Regions from separate parts of the Danio rerio genome. Here region 2 is linked to region 1. Evidence: chromatin contacts called from public HiChIP or PLAC-seq data. All regions are on one chromosome and are shown on one strand. The core of a region is the stretch at or near the end of the contact, and the rest is flanking DNA. Distances in the headings are between cores, read along the strand shown. Region 1 holds the start of plcd1a (phospholipase C, delta 1a). Region 2 holds the start of ctdspla (CTD (carboxy-terminal domain, RNA polymerase II, polypeptide A) small phosphatase-like a).

Evidence for each region. HiChIP or PLAC-seq counts read pairs in DNA pulled down with a chosen protein or histone mark.
Region 2: a contact with region 1 is called in an H3K4me3 HiChIP or PLAC-seq map of gastrula embryo, with 4 times the contacts expected there. The contact joins the promoter of ctdspla here to the promoter of plcd1a in region 1. A contact is called at or near these places in 2 of 18 Hi-C or Micro-C datasets (hematopoietic stem cells and an unstated tissue) and 2 of 4 datasets of contacts at active chromatin or transcription factors (embryo and gastrula embryo).

What each region holds. Positions count from the first base shown.
Region 1 is chr24:24,241,216-24,247,617 of GRCz12tu, reverse strand. It overlaps plcd1a (phospholipase C, delta 1a), which reads right to left and starts at 2,171. Exons shown (of 15, transcript NM_001109700.1): 1 at 2,020-2,171. The coding sequence starts at 2,119. dlec1 (DLEC1 cilia and flagella associated protein) reads left to right here and starts at 6,164. Exons shown (of 38, transcript XR_012399278.1): 1 at 6,164-6,402.
Region 2 is chr24:24,399,400-24,406,475 of GRCz12tu, reverse strand. It overlaps ctdspla (CTD (carboxy-terminal domain, RNA polymerase II, polypeptide A) small phosphatase-like a), which reads left to right and starts at 2,247. Exons shown (of 7, transcript NM_001045447.2): 1 at 2,247-2,661. The coding sequence starts at 2,586.

The DNA of each region.
Region 1 (6,402 bases), core at 922-3,421:
ATACGTTATGCTTAAAATAAACACATATGTTGTTAAGTAATTGGCTAATTGATCATAGTTTTATAAATAATGCTGCTGCATTGCATTTGATGCTTGATGCACCATTGATTCCACTGCTACAGTCAAGTAAGATTTTCATAATAACAATAGCGAAGTCCGATCCTCACTCAAACCTAAATACAGCTTCAAAAAACTTGCAGAACTTAATGAACTATTTTTGATATTTTTAATCCTTATTTAACCTGACAGACAACTTTTGGTCTTGTTTCCTCAAAATCATATCTTATTACACATTAGTCATAATTATGTTGCCATTATAAGTTCATTTCTCTTCCAGCAGCTCTGCTAGTCTGAATAAAGGTACGACATATGCACTGCATACATATGTTTGAACATTACTATGCATGTAAGCATGTTTAAATGGCAAATATATAACAAAATTCAATGCTTCAGTTTTCTTTTGGATCAAATGAAAGTTATATTTAAAATTACATGAAGGTGCTTCGTTGTGATTATCAAAATATATGAAAACAGTAATTCAAATGTATTTAGTTTTAAGGCATAGTAAAGAAGTGGGAAATATATGATAGTTGTAGTTATGATTTTGTAGCTGTTTTGATAATCTTTTCATTCTCTTCCATTTAATTTAATTCCATTAATTAGTATTTTTTTATTATTATGTTTTTTTTTTTTTTTTTTTTTTGCAACGTTGCATCGTTGAAAGGTTGCCAAAAGATGTACAGTTAAACTCCAGTCAACCCCAAAAACTGCTCATTCTTACTTGGTATAATGTCATAACCCTACAATATTTAAAAAAAAATAAAATAATAAAAATATACACAAAATAATAAAGTATGATATATTTTAGTGAAATTTAATTTACCACCATAAAGCAAAACAACAAAAAGAAGAACGGTACAATCCTTACGAAATAATGTCTTTCTCTTAAAAGCTAACTTCAGTATATCCATGCAGTGTTTAAATCAGTTCTTCTCTTTAGTGAAGCTTCTTACACCAAACAAAATCTGATTTGCCACTGTACTACACCCACTGATTTGGTTGACTCTACACAATAAACTATATTTACTCTGTGCAATAAACTGTTCTTTTTTAAAACCAAGCACTGCACTTTTTCATATGCTACTTCTGCTTTTATTACTATTTTATCAACAGTGAATAACCACTTAATGACCTTTTACACCATTTACAGCGTTATAAAGGGTCAGTGAGCCATTTTCTGCATTTTTTTTCACATTTAGAGCAGACTGTAAGTGGACATTAAACCTTTCTTAAGTGTTATACTGGTTACAATATTCAAATGTGAACAGTAAACCTTTCCCCATGAACATGTTGATGATGGTAAACCCTTCTCTGATTTTTTTACACTTTTTACAGCATTTATAGGTGGAGTAAGAGCTCTTCTCTTACTTTCTACACTCTTTACAACATTTACAGTACGTCTTACTTTTTACACTCTTTAATACATTTTTAAATGGACAGTAAGATTTTCTTTTAAATTTTACACTGTTGAATATATAAACAGACAGTGAGCTGTTTTTCATCTACATTTTACACATACAACATTTATATGTGGACAGTACACACTGACAGCATATAAAAACGTAGTAACTTGTTACATTTTACACCATTTACAACATGTACACAGTAAACCCTTTTCTTATTCTTTACATCATATATGTTCACAATGAGCTCTTTTCTTAATTTTACACAGATAGTGAGCTTTTCTATTACATTTAACATTACTTATAACATTTATAAATGGACTGTGAGCTTTTCTACTACTTTCCACGGCATTTATGAATAGCTAGACAGCTCTTTAACTTTAGCTAGACGCTCAGACTGCTTAAATGATGTTCCATTGTTTGACAAAACTAAAAAACGACAGCTAGTCTATGCCATGTTTTGGTGCTGTACACACTTTACTCTTTGGGATTAGTGTCACGAAAGTCAGCAGCACAGTGATACTGCAGAATCGGCCGACTTAAAAACTGCACCCACCTATGCGCTTGCCATTCTCTTTTGACACGTTCTTGGACTTCTCCTGATAAATGAATTCCTCTGATTTCGTCCTTTTGAGAGGTTTAAATGGACAAGACATTGCCGTAATCCTTCACGAAAGCCCGTATTCGATTTCCATTAACTAGAAAAATACCATGACGGGAGAAAACCATGACGTTTGTGTTTTTTTTTTTCTATGGGCGGGATCCAAACCATACCGATCTTGACTCACTTGCTGTACGTCTCATTCCGCAGCAAAACGGTTGGACATGTTATGACTCGAGCACCGTGGTATTTAGAGAAAACAACGACATAATAACAAGAGAAACGTATGTAACATTTGTATCGACTATCATGTTTTCTTACCGCTTTAAAAGAAACTAAAATATCCTTCCCGACAAAGGTTTAACTTTGTAACATTGTGGTCTACAAAGGTTTCGCCTCCTGTAGATGAACCTTTGGAACAAAACGTTTAAATAAACGATTCAATTTCGTTCGACTCCTATAGCAAATTCTTGCTAAATTATCTGCTCTTTAAAAGACAGGCATGCTGACCAACAGCAAACCAATTAGTTATTCCACGACAGGGGGTTAATCATTAGATAATAAAACTTCATCAAACGTCACAAACTATAGGGATGGCGCGCCTTCTTCTGGTTAAATCCTCACATGACACTGATCAACTGCATGCCTGCATCCAGACTGCAAAAGAAATTTGCTAAAGTGTCCGAAAATGTTGTAAGGAACATAAGTTTGTTTGTTTGTTTGCAAGTTGCCTGTTTAATAAGGTTTTATTATGAATGGACTCTCAATTCTGTCTTTGACTACATGGCAATTCTCAAGTTCTCAAAATGTTATTCCAATGATGCCACGGACACATCCCAGGAAAAAATTGTTTTCGCAAAAATTTTGCAAAATTTACATAGGCTACTCAATTTACATTTCAGATCTAGGCTAAATAAAACCGTTTAACCTACAAAACTACAGAGAAGCAAATGAAATCAGCGTTTCGAGACCCCAATACTTCAAATCAAATACGTTCACTACTTACTCATTATTAGCACAACAATACAAAACTTACCGATTGACTTGGGTTTTCCGTTGAGCTCCATAATTCCCTTTACTTTTCTTTTAGTAAAAACAGCCTATATCCCAGTTGCTAAAGACGTTTCACGTCCCGCAGACAGACACCCAGAATCAAGTGGTGCTCGCCTGACTGGGTTGGGTAAAAACAAACCATTCACACACTGTCAGGAGGACAGTTTCATGCGCTGTGTGGACCCGCCTGTTATCCAGAGGAGTGCACCGAAAATTCACCAACACACCCACCACAGCAACACCGGTCTATCAAGTCTGCTCCCAGCTAATGATGATGTCCTGAAAAGTCTCATTGGTTTCCACCCTATATTCATTTCAACTGGATGTATCATATTTAAGAAACGAATCTTATTCGGAGTAATTTGCAGAATTAACTTGATTCAACTTCAGTTATGTTAAAAAAATTCCTTATGAAAATATGCCGCAAAGACAGAATTGCTAAAAAATATTGGTCCCTAATCTGAAACGTCTGCAGAAAGAAGCACATTATCTTATCAGGGGTGTAACGTAAGTGTGATGTTTGCGGTTTGCATTCAGAGTTCAGATTGAATTCCTGTGGTAAGCCAATACATTGTTTATTTCACTAAAATAGAGGTTGCATGTTGTTCATGTTGATGGGGGCATGTGTAGCTAGCAAGCATGCAAAGCAGTATGTCAAGTTTTTTAAATGTGTTTTTAAGTACAGTCATATACAGAATTATACAGTAAATGTTAAAACAAAGTGGTTTTCATGCAACTATTGTTTTGTATATCTTCAAGTGTTGTACATTAGAAATTGTAATTTGAGCATTTGTAATAATAGTGATAATAATAATATAATAATAATAATTTTACCATGATTTACAGAGGCCACTAATATATAATTAAGTATAACAGTTTATACAATATTTAAAATTATAATCCATTTTGTCACCTTTCTTTAAACCATTTGGAATTTATCCAGTTGTTTACAAGAAATGTATTAAAATCAAATAATTAATTTATCCAGAAAAAGTATGTGGTTATATTTAAATAAATGTCTGAATAATGATTAAACATTGTTTCCCTCCAATTCTGTTATTTTTTCACAAGTGTTCAGTTTTGAATTTTGATATGAAAAAATAAATAGAAGAACTTTTGTACATTTTATTTTAATTTTCATTTCAAACAGAAATAGCATATGTGTCATCTAATGTGTGTGTGAGAGAGAGAGAGTTTGTCTGTAGAGTACACATACAGTACCAGTCAAAAGTTTGGGGTCAGTAGGATTTTTAAATGTTTTAAAATAAGCTTCTCCTGCTCACCAAGGCTGCATTCATTTCATCAAAAATACAATACAAATTGTTGAAATTGTGAAATGTTATTGAACTATAGAATAACTGTTCAAAAGTAGTTTATCATGTAATTTAACTATTAATTCCAGTGATTTTAATGATGCATTTTCAGCTTCATTACTTCAGTCTTTAGAGTCTCATGATCTTCCAGAAATCAATGTAATTAATTGTATTATTATTCTTATTATTATCATTATTATTATTATTATTTTTATTATTATTACAGAATTTGACTGGTAGTGTATATGTCCAAATAAACAAGCAAATCATCTTAAAAACACACACAACATGTATCAAAAACAACAATTTAGTAATTAATTATTAAAACACTGTATTTTTATTGTTTGAAGTGTACAATTTAGACTATATTTGAAGCTTAGTATGATTAGAAGGTTATTTTTTTAATTCAGTTTTTAGAGGTTATGTCAATTTAACATTGGTACTCCAGTGAAGTGAAATGAAGTGAAGTGAGTATTGTCAGGTGCTCTATTGTTATTTTTAGGTGTGTCTTTCTCAGTCACTCACACACACAAACACACACTCACACACACACACACACACACACACACACACACACACACACACACACACACACACACACACGCACGCACACACACACACACACACACACACACACACACACACACACACACACACACACACACACACAGTCCAGTGAATTAGGTGCCTTCAAAGGGCATTATATAAAACGTATTAGAAAACTGTTCATTATACTGTGATACTGGGACTCAAACTGAATTAAAAGTCTTTAACTCTTTAATCATTTGGCAACAACTGCCCCTTATGATGTTATGTGTTATGTGTTATTAGAGAATTATTGTAAGAGATTGTATTAATGATAAATTCATAACACAATCAGACCAATCAAACCGTCCAGGGTAAGTGATCATGCCGGAGCAAACAATGTTGTTTTGTAATGCAGTATCTGGGTGTGAAGCAATAAACCAAGGTAGGCTATGGTTAAAAAATTCCTACAATGAGCTCAATTAAATTTCATAATCCACAGGTGAGCGCAGTAGTGCAGAACACAAAACCCCTTTGCTTATTGATGAGGATTTTGAAAATCATCTTGCTTGGCAGCTACACCCTTCAAAACTGCCAAAACATACCTGAACTTCAGGCAGAGGTGTGACTGTGCATGCTATTTTTGGATAACTTATTTATAGACAAGAGTGAATGTATCTTACAAACGTTATACCCTTTGCTTTTTAGAATTTTTAAATTATAAAACTGCAAATGTGTTTTTATTCAAAACTGACTGTAAAATGCCTTTTGCTTATGATATAACTTTTATGCACTTAAAATTTGGCTTAATTAAAAAAGGTTTAAAAAGTTATACAGTACTTTTAATAGGCGAAAAATAATGCAAAAAATATAAATCACTTAACACTATCATCCAAACTCTATCACATTGACTAAACACACACAAACACTATAATATAAATCACTAAAAATCCCACAAAGACTAAAAGAACACTAAAACAACAACACTTCAGTATTGTTTGTTTTATCAGCTGTCTTTTGTCACATGGTAGACTAAAATATTAAATTTTTATTTGTTTTACTATTCTATTTGAATTATATTACTTGAATTAATCTACACACAAATGTTTACACTATGTTTTGTGGACTTTTTAAAATACAGCCTCTGTCCTAAATCGCTTGGATGGATGAGGAGCCTTTAAGAGGCGCGCCGTTACTATAGTGACTTCCTAAACAAACATGGCGGTGACTGTAATAAAGAGAACTTCTCCATTGTGTCATTTAATATAAGTGTATTTTTAGACATAAATATCTATGAGGCGTTTGCATCAACCATCACAGTAGACGTGTTTTACTACGCGAATGTTTAACGTTATATTTTTTTACCTAGACTAATATTTTAACGTCAAAACAATGGCTGATGAAACTGAACCAAAAGCACTAACGTTAAAGAGTTCAGAACCGTCAA
Region 2 (7,076 bases), core at 998-3,497, 160 kb before region 1:
AATTTGTGTAAATCTGGTGTAAGCATCTACTAAATTAATCGAACTCACTTCAGTTGAGCCTTTATTTATTATCACCTCCGAACCAGGTTTTTTAACCAGGACTTGATAGTCAGCCAAATGTTTTAGAATATGAGGCATCAACTGTAAATACATAAATAAATAAATAAATTAAAACTAATTCCAAAATGCACTTGTCAAGGCTTGAATATTGACTAAAGTTTAAAAAAAATAATAATAAAATAACAAAACTAACAATTTACTATTTAGCCACCAGATGTCAGTATAAGCACACATTTAAATATTGCCTTGTTACAACAACCATGGAAAAACTATTTAGTAAATCCATTTTTTATTTACACTAAAGCCATTCGCCAGAATGTAAACACTGTCAACACATTTAACACACTTAACAACTCTACATAAGACCAACACACACAAAATGTTATTTGTTTTATTGACTGTTGAAATGTTTTCATTTATATTTACATAATCGCTTTTATTAATATTGCATGATGAGTACAAAGGCTATAAAAATGTGATAAGAGTATTTAAAAAAGCTGTAAAACCATCCGAAGTGACGATTGCATCACACAGCCAGCCTTATTAAACATTAAGATCAAACACCCACCTTCATAAAATATTCAATAACCCTCCCACCTCTTTCTTTTTCACTCTCTCTTTCTCTCTGTCATTAAAAGATTTCTGAAATCACTGCGAATTCTCTTAGTATCTCGGCAAAAGCATTTCCCTTTAAACCACAGATGTGTACTTTATGCTTTTATCTTTAAGATTTTTTTTATTCGTCATATCTGATGTTTACAGATTAAGCAACTAAGAAAACTGGTAACATATACTGCAAATATTTTAAAAGCCAGTTAAAAAAATACAAACAAACCTGGGAGTAATTAAACAGTTTAATGTGAAATTTTATTTTATATATTTTAGAAGTATTTTCCCCGGATTAATAAAGGGACTAAGCCAAAAAGAAAATGAAGGAATGAATGAATAATTTAAATATTCTTTTGTATAGAAAACAAAATGAAAACTGATGTGTGTGTGTGTGTGTGTGTGTGTGTGTGTGTGTGTGTGTGTGTGTGTGTGTGTGTTTGTGTGTGTTGCAGGGCATACATTGCACAATGTTTTTAAATAATGAAATAGAAATATGATTTAATTATATATTTTGTATATTATTTGTTTAAAAAAATTCAAGATGTTTATTTTTTGTAGAGCATATTACGTTGTTGTTTTTAGAAATAATGTAATATTATTATTATTTTTGTTTAATTAAAACATTTAATTGTTACTTTTGTAGAAAACATGCATAAGGGATTAATTAAAATAGTTTAATTCATTTATTCATTCATTCATTTTCTTTTCAGGTTAGTCCTACAGTATTGTTAATCTGGGGTCGCCACAGTGGAATGAACCGCCAACTTTTTCAGCATCTGTTTTACGCAGCGGATGCCCTTCCAGCTGCAACCCAACAATAGGAAACACCCATACACACTCATTCACACCCATACACTTCAGACAATTTAGCTTACCCGAGGAAACCCATGTGAACAGGAGAAGAACATCCACACAGAAATGACAACTGAACTGACCCACTCGAACCAGTGACCTTCTTGCTGTGAAGCGATCGTGCTACCCACTGTGCCATCGTGACATCCTAAATTAGAATATTGTCATGAAATTTATTGTTTGCCTCTGCTTCTTCTGACAGCTTAGCTGATATTAAGTAAAACTATGATCACCAAGTAATGTAAACTTCAATAACACAATATCACAATGAATTAATCTAAGACCTCTTTCTCTCTCTCTCTCTCTCTCTCTCTCTCTCTCATTTTTCCTGGTTTAAACAAAACATCCAAAATTCACTTTTACATTTTGTATAATTTAATTTGTACGTATAAATATATACATACACCAAACTTTAAAGATTTACTTATGTCTATAATTTGAAGGTTATTTGGGAATATTGTTATACATCATCTGACTGATTAACCTATATTATCATTATTATTATTATTATTTTATTTATTTTTAATTAGGCCTATTTGATTTTATTTTATTTTTTACCATACTCACCTGCAGTGCCTTACCTTAATTCCCCCCGTGTTTTTAACATCAACAATGTCTTTCCAAAAGCAGGTCATTCTCACTGTAGTTGTTACCACAGTAGGCTACATTGTTGCAAATCCCAGTTTCACACGGTCACATTAGTTTGTGTGTGCGCGCGCACACACACACACACACACACACACATACGGGGAGAGAAAAGAGCGGCTGCAGATCAGACTCTTTGTTATTACACACTGTCACTGATCTCCATAGACCTCACAGGACATGAAGGCTGAACTGTTGCTAGTTTCTGCGGTCTGACAGGAGGATCTGCTGTTTGTGCGGTGTGTGTGCGTGTGTGCGTGCGTGTGTGTGTTTATTTGGATGCGGTGCTGGAGGATCGTGTGCGGTGAATGCATGTATGGTGCGTCTGCCATCTGGACTCACACGCTAGCTCGCTAGCATCAGGCTAGCCGAAAATTATCAAAACATAAGTGACCGAGGAGGAATAAAATCCCGTTTCCATGGACAACACGTCCATCATTACCCAGGTAGCAAATCCAAAGGAGGAAGAGATCCTTTCTTCTTGCCAAGAAAAAGGTAAGGCGATTGGCTGTGAATGTGACTGGATGAAGGATGTTTTTGTTTTGACAGCGGAATCAACTGCGGCGTTTCTGCTGATGAAATTAATATATTTTGTTTAAATCTACTACTTCTAATATTTTTTATTATTAGTAGTAGTTGTATTGTTATTAGTATTATTTATGGATGAAAAATTAGGAGACTGCTTGACAATTCTCAGTTTATCTAGATTCACAGGATTTAGGTGGGGGTTTGAGTAAAACATTTATATATTTTGAAGCTATAAAGGTCTGTTAATATTTCTTCTTATTTTCAAATATATCTACTGTCATTTTGAAGATTTTTTTTCAGATAATGGCAATTGGTTAGCAAAACTAAATTATATTTATATATAGTGCTCAAAATGGCAATATAGGCCAGTTGTTTTTGAGTAAAACAATATTTTTTTGTCTTATTTTGTAAACATCTCTATTTCCGATCACAACAAATGAAAACATTTGACCAGTGTCATTTTCTGGAAAAGAATCAACAAATCTAAATAAATTACTGTAATATAAATTAAAAATCTATTTAAATCTTTATTATTATATATATTCATAGCAATATAAAAATAAACCTGGAAGGGCCAAATAATAACATAAAGAATGAAGAACCTTTTATGAAACTGAAATAATTTTTGGATGTGAAAAGGTTTTTCATGCATGTCAAATTTATTTTTAAGAGCGTTCTGAATATGAAAATTATGTATGGTTGCCAGTTCCTTTCTGAGAATCTTATACTGTTTCCAACCTGCTGGCCGTCTCTTTGTGGTACAGTATTAAGCAACAATGTGTTTAACATGAATGCACTGTACTTGCACACAGTTATTTTCCTAAGCATCAGAGCAAACAGTCTTAATGCTTGTGCTGGAGCCTCAATAAGCGGATCAAATTATTTAATGCCACTGAACCTTAAATCAATGCACTGTGAACTGGCTTTGCCTTACTTGCTGTTTATGGTGGTATGGAATTTTAGTATTTCTTATGCTCAGATAATGTATAATAAGGTAGTGTTTTTGATGATTTTAGACTCTCTTTAGTTATAAATGTATGTCCTCCCCGCCTTTCACATAACAATATTGTACTGGTTAGGTGTGTGGATGGTTTTCTATGTGAAAAGTCATTGTGGATGCTACAAAAACAAACAAACATTTAAAATGGCTGTAGACAAGAATTGCAGTCTATTCCACAGATTTTAATAATTAAAAAAAAACTCTTTGACTTCTTAGGTTGTTTTGAATGCCTATTGACAACTTTTTATGTGAAAGACTGAGCATTTCTGCTGGGATAATCAAAAGGATGTGACATGTACATCACCTCTTCGATTCTGACACATGAAACGAATGCTTAAAATAAAAGATAATGTTGAAAGAGTCTTTCTGTACTTTTCTGTCATGCCAAGAAAGGGGTTTTATTCAAAATATAGTCTCACAAAGCCAGATCTATAGTCTGGATTCTCCATTATACTTGATAGAACTTAATAATCATGTGCTTCATACTGTAGCTGTGTAAATTTATTTGTCATCTGTCAACATTATTGCTAAAATCAGATGCTTTTAGAGAACGCTGTTTCCATTTTTGTTGTTCATGTATTTTGTTATTAAGAAGCAAATTAGCAGCACATGTTTACATTCTTATCCAAATGTTGCTTTCAGCAGTGTGAACAGCACCTGGATGTTTGTTGTCTTCATATAACCATTTGCTTTAAAGGTATTTCAAGAAGTGTTGCTAGTAGTAAGGGTCTCTGTACTAATTGACTTCATTTTACTTCATTTATGACTTGGTATAAAAAGTGTGTTTTAAGTCAATTGTAAATAATAGAGTTATTTCAGATTTGCTGTTTGTAACGGAAGCATATGTCTGTAGCATATCTTGAGGAATTTATCGTGTCTCAGTTGATTTCCTCTTTCAATTTCGGAGTGCTTCTAATTAAGATTTATTTTACTCACTAAAAATCTCAGGGAGTCTGCCCAGTAAATCAATATCTTCTCCTCCAGCCTGGCACTTTTCCCAAGCGCTCCTGACACATTTTGAGTTGTTGTGGTCGCCATCTAAAGCCTAATGCTGTTAAAACACAGGCTTTTCCGGTGTGTTATAGTTGATCGAAAACAATGTGGTATTGAATTCCCTTCCATAGACTCTGAGGGAAACAAGTTATCAGTGGCTTTTTATAATTGCGTCTTCCTTTGAGTGGTTCTCCTGAGAACGTTTAGCCTCATGGAGGTGTTGCGTCTGCTTAAATCAACACAACGCGCACCAAAGTAAGATGAGGTTAGGAGATTAGCCCAAACGAATTAATGCGAGTAAATAAATCTGGCAAATGGTTTTTATGTGGCTGTTGGCTGCTTTTTTTTTTGAGGATAACAACACAATATAAACGTTTTACAGTTTCTGAGAGCACAAGCAGACGGTAGTCCACGTGTTGAGGAGCTTATATGCTGAGAGCAAAGCAGAAGTATAGTCTGGTTTTGGGATGTAATGCGACCTCTTAGTGTTCCCCTGTGATGAAGTTGGATCAGTTGATTGTGGATGCCTCTACAATGAGAGGATTGCCAGAGAGGATCACATAACAGAGGAATCCCTCATGTCCTGGTATCAGTGTCTTCCAAATACAGTTTACCATGGCCTTTGATTTGAACTGAGACGGGATGCCTGCTAAGTTTGATTTCAGGATCAGATTCACAGATGTGCAGTAAAATGTTGGCGTCTCATGTTTGGCTCTATTGGTACATCGGTGAGTTTGACAGTCAGTTATGTTTTCAATTTTCCAATGAAGTGTGGAAGCAGGGGTCCTGAATGAATTTTAATTTATGCACATTCATGTTTCAGCAGCAGGAACAAGAACACTCAAAAATCAAGTCTAGCTTCCACCTCTTACAATGAACTCCTATGGCAACATTGAAACTGTCAATAATTATATGAACAAATTTTAAAGGTTATTTGACCAAAAAAAAAAAATCTGTCATCATTTACTAATTCCAAACCTGTTTAAGCTTGTTTCTTATGTTGAACACAAAGAAGATATTTTGAAGAAATTTGAAAACTGGTAGCCTTGATTGACTTTCGTAGTATTATTTTGTTACTGTGAATGTAAATACCCAGTTTATATATCAAGATGTGTATTTATTGGCCTCAATATAGTTGTTGAGTTAGCAGAATTGGCCAGAATTTCATTTTTTTCCCCCCCAATTTTATTTATATTTAAATTAACTCTGCGTACTCGGTACCGAGTCCGTGACGTCATTTACTTCTGCATTCTTTAAATTTTAAAGGACCGTACTGGCCCAATACCCCCATAAGTGTTTCCGTTCTCTCATCATCAGTTGGAATAGAGTAACTTTTGGATAGATTATGATGATAGAGACATTTTTCTTTTTTCCTATGTTTACTGACATATGCAGGAACCATCAAAATTAATTACAGCAACCTAGACCACACAGAACCTAAAAGGTTGACTTTCAAATTTGCGTTAACAAAAATGGCGCTTCTTTTTTGGATGGGTTTATTATAACACAGACAATATATGCAATTATTTTAATCACTTTCAACATTGTTTTATTAAAATTCAAAGAGATTTCTTGAAAATAATACCAAAATTTTGCATTTACACCTCTGCATGTGGTTTTGGGAAGCTTTTTAATTTGGGTAGGCAAAATACAGGCTGTATTTGTGTTTGCGCAAATCAGTGTGTATGGGTTTCCCAGTGATGGGTTGCAGCTGGAAGGGCATCTGCTGCATAAAACATATGCTGGATAAGTTGGCGGTTCATTCCGCTGTGGTGACCCCTGATTATTAAAGGGACTAAGCCAAAAAGAAAATGAATGAATGAATGAATGAAAATACAGGCGGAAACCCCAAGATAGCACTTGACTTTCACCTTTACTGCCAAAAGACACACTTTTCTAGAAAATAATGACTCTTAAGTGTTTTTAATTACAAGCTACAATTAATCATCGCTAACTTATTTTTTTCCCTTTTTCGAGGTTAATTTTATCTTAACATGTTGATTATAGCACAATAACAATACCTCAAATACTGTTGATTGGGGCGGCATGGTGGCTCAGTAGTTAGCACTGTCGCCTCACAACAAGAAGGTCACGGGTTTGAGTCCCGGCTGGCCCAGTTTGCCTTTCTGTGTGGAGTTTGCATGTTCTCCCTGTGTTTGTGTGGGTTTCTTCTAGGTCCTCCGGTTTTCCCCACAATCCAAAGACATGCCGTTTAGGTAAATTGAATAAACTAAATTGTTCGTAGTGTATGAGAGTGTGTTAATGAGAGAGTGTGTTGGTGTTTGAATGATGAAATGAATGAATGAAAATGAAAACAAATTAATACTGTTGATTGAGTTTAACATGCAAATGTCCTCTGATCTTAAATTAAAGGGATTTTTCTCCCCAA